Regions from separate parts of the Gossypium hirsutum genome. Here region 2 is linked to region 1. Evidence: chromatin contacts called from public Hi-C data. All regions are on one chromosome and are shown on one strand. Each heading gives the region's core, a stretch centred on a gene start, on an enhancer-like site or on the middle of the called end of the contact. The rest is flanking DNA. Distances are from core to core; before and after follow the strand shown.

Region 1 (2,928 bases), core at 120-2,619:
CATTTTGATTTTTATTTTTTAGAATTAATTTTAATTTTTTTTCTCAATAAAAACGAAGGGAAAAACATGAAATTTTAAAGGGAATTATCTTTGTTTTTATAGAGAAAAAACTTGAACCTTTATAGGAAAAACTAAATTATCTTTTTTTTATTTTTTATTTTTTCTTTTTTATAATTAATTTTAGTTTTTTGAGTGAAAGAAGAAAACTGGGGGGTTATAGAAAATTATCTGCATTTTTACAGAAAAACAAAACTTAAATTTTTACCAAAAATTCATTTTATATTTTTAATTTCCTTTATTTGTTTTCTTTTTAGAATCAATTTATTTTTTTAATAAAATAGAATTTTTTGGAGTTTTACATAAAACTACTTGAATTTTCTATAGAGAAAAACATCAACTTTTATATGAAATTGAGTTATAGATGAAAAATATGGATTTAATCTTAGTAATCCAATAATTTAATTTCCTATAAAAAAATCATGTTTTTAAAAAGAATTTTCTAAAAAGAAAATGAGAGATTATAATAAAAATTTGTCGAAGTTGAGTGACTAAAATGAGTGTATATAATGACAAATTAAGGGTGAGTGACTAATGATAAAAGTATGTAATGGTAGAGTGACTAAAACTATAAAAGTATGTAACGGCAATGCTTAAATGATAAACTTTTTTACTTTTAGTGCCAAAATTAATGATGGAAATGGGGCGGGGTGAATTTTTTCCCACCCGACCCTGACTTGATACTCTACCATCATACCCCAACCTTGATTCGACCTTGAGCTTTAAAAATTTTAACCTACCTCAAATCCGAAAATCAATTTTATACCCGATCCGACCTGAGTTCAAACTTTTTTATTTAAAATTACGATTAATTAAATTTAAAAATAGTTTTTAAAAAACTATTCTAAGGATGACAATGTAAAAATATATATTACATCATAGAAGAAAAAATAAAAGAACGAAATGAAAGGAAAACTTGGAAAAATAAATTAAAATGAGAGGGGAAAAGAAACTAGTGTGAAATGGGAGTAAATGTGGTAAAATGATGTTGGTAATTTCGTAAATATCTCAAGATGGGGTGGGGTAATTTTACGCTAAACCCAACCTGACCCAAACGTTCTCTAAAGTTAACCTGACTCAATTTGTCCTAAAATCCAATGTCAAGGAAAAAAAACCAACCCTATCAGTTGGATCAGGTCAAAATCCGTTGGTTTCAAGTTTTTTTATCATCCCTAATCAAAATGAAAATTTATTAATGTTAGATAATCAAATATATAGTTTACTCTTTAAACAATGAGGAAGGACTATTTTGTAAGATCCATCCACCAGGCCGGGTTGTTAAACAAAATTCATGTTTTTAGAACCCAATTGGCCCGATCTGTTCTGGCCCATCGGGTTCAAGAAATCTCTGCCGCAGAAATTTTGAATATGAGTGATGGTCGAATTGCCTTCAAGCTAACAAGATGAAAAATGGAAATTTTTAAATATTCGTAACTAGATATTGATAATATGTTGTTTGCTTAATATTTAGCTTATGAATGGACTCAAAATGTGTTGTATTTTGATAATTTTGGTTTAAAATTTATGTGTTTAGTATTACTGTTAAAAGATATTTCTGAAAAATAAAATATCAATTTAAAAATGGTGTTATAAAGTAACAAATATACATTTAAATAACGTTTAAATTAGTTAATATTATGTTATTTTAATAAAATTATAAAAATAATTTATTATAATTTATTGTTAATATTTTAATATATGAAATATAAAATTTAAATATTTTTAGACGATTTTAATGATTTATAAAATTTAATTTGAATATATAAAATATATTTTAAATATTAAAATATAACTAATAAAAAATTAAATATATAATATTATATATTTAAAATAAATTTCAATAAGAAATTAATTATATACTAAATATAAATATTATATAAAATATTTTATAATAGTTAAAATTGTCTTTTGATCCTAAAAACGCTTTTATCACTAAAAATTATCTGTTTAGGATTGTTCATATCTCTAAAAATGCTTTTGATCACAAAAGCTAAAAAAATTTATTTATATTTTTAACTAAAAAAATTATTTTTGAAAATTTAAAAATATATTATTTAATAATATTTTTATTTTAAAATTATTTTTTTATCGTAAAAATACTTTTTAGAAACTGTAGTTGAAGGTAGTGGTTGGAAAGGAACTGCTGTAGCCCTGGCTGTTGTGATGGGTAGATTTCGAGGGAACACAGGTTTCGCCTCTTAGCCACTTCAGTGTTTATTTTTTATGGAATTCACCCCAAAACTTGAAAAGGTGGAAAGGGTAAACTCTAATTATTATTTTTTTTCTAGGATTTATGGAATTCACCTCAAAACTTAGAGGGAGTAAAAAGGGTAAACTCTAATTGGGGTTCTTCTCTAGGATTTCTCCGTATAGTAAAAAAAACTAAATGCTGTTATGAGTATTGTCCCACAAGAGTAATTTTAGGTCAGGTTGGGTGTGTTTAAGCATGTATTAACAATAATCTGGTCCTCGTCTCTTGATCATTTCAAAATATTTTTTTTCCTTTAATATAAAACGCATCCCAAAATTTAAAGGAGTGAAAAATGATTATATTTGTTTCGTTTCTAAAATATTAACTTTTATTTTAGTTATAGGTGAACTTTAATTACGATTTTTCTTTGATGTTTAAACATGTATTAACAGCTGTCAAGTCCTTGTCTCTTGATCACCTAAAAACTCCTTTTTTCCTTTTTATAAAACCCATCCCTAAACATAGAAGAGTGAAAAGAGTCCATTATAACCTCATGTTAACCTTTACTCTAATTATAGGTGACTACAAATTACAGTTTTTCTCCGATATTTCTCTCTTGTGGTAGAAAAGAAACCAAGAGGAATTATAGTTCAAGTTAGGTGAGTTTAAACACTTATCTT
Region 2 (2,928 bases), core at 151-2,650, 68 kb before region 1:
ATTCAGTTTTCAAAATTTAACCATCTCTATTCTTAATAAAAATATTTGATATATTTTACAGCATATCATTTTCATAAACTATTAATTAATTAAAATTATTTGCGGTTAAATAAAATAATTAATATATTTTAAAAACCTTTAAATTTTTTATATATAACTGTTGTATATAATTTTCCATGCTATTATAAAGCTTTTGATTAAACCAATATCACTTGACTTTCACATTAATTCAAATAATGTTAATAATTTTAACTTCCAAGTAATCTTTCGAGTGCATTTTTTAGATATACTCTTTACTATGATACTCACGAGAACAGATTTCACATTAATATCTCCTTTCTGGATCAGCTTGGTCAGTTAGTCATTGCTAGTAGTAGATCAGCTGCGGGCAATACTTGCTACCGAGAACAGATTTCATTTTTTTAGGATTTCGTCGTAGCAAGAACAGTAGCCTGCCCGGCTCTACTAGTCAAGTAGAAATTCAAGTGGATCAGGAAATTGGTTGGTTAGTTATCTCTGGCTTGGGGCAAAGGCTCTCGTCCATTTCAAAAGTAGAAATTCACTTGAAAACAGACTTTTTTAGATTACCCGATCTACAAATGTCTTATTTACTCTTCAAAAGCATATTTTGCTTTAATATTCGTGTAAATCTTGCTCACTAACAATCATCTCTAATTTTAACTATTGCGTCCCATATGAAGTTATTAATAGCATGTCCAATTATCACTCTACTTAAGCCTATAGTGATAGATCGCTTGGCTACTTATCCTTGACCCAATAATAAAGGCTTGACACGTGATCTCTCGAGACTACAACTAAGACAATAAAACTCTCAAATTCGACAAAAAATGGAAACTCCTTACTTTTCTTCTCCAAACCTTCTCTTTTGATTCTAATCTTATCACTTCTAAATATAATCTATGATGATTCTCTGCCTTGTATCCAACTAGATGAACCGTTTATCTCTACTGTCCGCTCCACCTTATTTGATCCAACTATAAACATATAATAAATTAATTATATAAACCAAGATCTAAGCATAATAAACTTATTAAATAAAAATAAAAACATCATTTACTATAATAATAATAATAACTATCCGCAAACTTTTTTTTTTCATTTTTTTATGTTTAATAAATACGTAGGACTAAAAATAACCATTCATTTAAAGAAAAAAGATCATATTATTTTATTTTTCCTCTGAATTCATTATTTTTTAAGATATAGAATACTCGGCGAAGCGTTTGAGACAGTAGTCAAATAATTGATTTGAATAATTAGGTGGAAATACTCGGCGAATCGTATAAGAGACTCCAAGGTGTACGCTAACTAAAATGTCCACGTGATTTAATTTATTTACCATTAATACCGACAAAACCTTATCATCTGCTGTCGTGTACGTAGCAGCAGAAGCAGCGACATTACTATTGTAATAAAATCAGTCTGTGCCGTGGAGAAAAGTGAGAAACAATTTTTGCTGAACAAGAAAAAGAAAGTTGACATAAAAATGGACGAGGCACTGTTACAGGGAGATGATCGGAAAACATGGGGGACGACGGTGTTCGTGAAGGAGCTGAAGAAGGTTAGTTACATGGCGGCACCGATGGTGGCTGTATCGGTATCACAGTATCTATTACAGGTGATATCGTTGATGATAGTTGGTCATGTTGGTGAGCTTGCTCTTTCTGGGGTTGCTATTGCCACTTCTTTTACCAATGTCACTGGCTTCAGTTTACTTGTAATAATCCTTCTTCTTTTCTCCTTTTCTTGCTTTTCTTTTTTGTTCTACTTAAGGTTATATATATATATATTTAAAACTGTTTTTAAACCCTAAACTAAACGAAGGATTTGAGACAAAATAAGAAAATTTATATTGAAAGGCTGATGTAAAGTTAAAAGAGCTTGAATTAAATTATAAATTTTATCAAGGATCAAATATGTAATTTATCCGTCTCGTTTGGCTTGGGGAAAGTACTACACTGACAAAGTAGTAAATATCTTACGTTAAAATATAATAAATTTTCTGAATGAGGAAATGAGTTGGTAATATGATAGATTTAGTTTGGACTGGATTTAGTTACGATATTAAACTATTTAAGTTTAGGGTTAACATGAAATATTTGTAAAAAAAAATTAATTATTATATTATAGATAACGAGTTATATATATCTTATTTTAACATACATAAATTGATATTTGATATTTATTGTATTATCTTTTATGTGTTGAAATAAATGAAATTTTTAATTGAAGAATTAATTTACTATGTATAAAAATTAATTTATCTATTTTTTTTAAAAATAAATATAATTTATTTTTAATAATTAACCTTGATGTTATTTTTACCATTAATTTTTCCATTAAAAAGGTAAAGTTAAAGGTTTAGTTAAAAAAAATCTCTTCAAGTATTAGAAAAGATGCTTTCTTCGTAAATTGAGCTCTAAATTTTCATATTGGCCTTTAAAGGTTTTCCTTTTTTTTCTGAAATTTTATTTAGATTATTATTTCTATCTTATTTTACTCAAAAAGTTATATGTCTAATAAGAATGGGTGATGTGTCACATTTTCATGGACTACTATTATCTTTTAGTAAAATGGAACAAAATTAATAATTTAAATGTAATTTTTGATAAAAAAATTTTAAGGACCTATTTAAAAAGTGCTATAATTTATGGGCTAGTTTATGAATAAAGCCTAAAAAAAAGACATATAATAGCATTTTAATTCTACAAGTTACAATAAAATAGGTCAGGCCACAGTGACTTAGTTTAGCTTAGTTCAAGTTTTCAAATCACTAGCACGGGATTTTTTTTTTTTACTTTGATGATTGGATCCAATTGAATCTGGTTTTTATTTGAGTGAATTAGATAAAATATTTTCAATTCTGTTCATAAATTTCAAGGTCTCAATGTAAATCGATGGCTAACA

Evidence for each region. Hi-C and Micro-C count contacts between places; a contact is called where the count stands out from the background.
Region 2: a contact with region 1 is called in a Hi-C map of leaf, with 2.0 times the contacts expected there. The contact joins the promoter of LOC107899379 here to the enhancer-like site in region 1. A contact is called at or near these places in 10 of 34 Hi-C or Micro-C datasets (cotyledon, leaf, petal and 1 more).

The regions. Positions count from the first base shown.
Region 1 is chrA07:10,761,077-10,764,004 of Gossypium_hirsutum_v2.1, reverse strand. No RefSeq gene overlaps it. Among protein-coding and RNA genes, the nearest start is that of LOC107899378, 6.1 kb to the right of the region's middle. Within about 2 kb of position 1,369, at least 2 of the 9 cell types and tissues checked have an H3K27ac peak or open chromatin away from gene starts, as enhancers often do. A contact at or near this core is called in leaf, where this site is marked.
Region 2 is chrA07:10,829,395-10,832,322 of Gossypium_hirsutum_v2.1, reverse strand. LOC107899379 (protein DETOXIFICATION 8) reads left to right here and starts at 1,400. Exons shown (of 8, transcript XM_016825080.2): 1 at 1,400-1,738. The coding sequence starts at 1,508.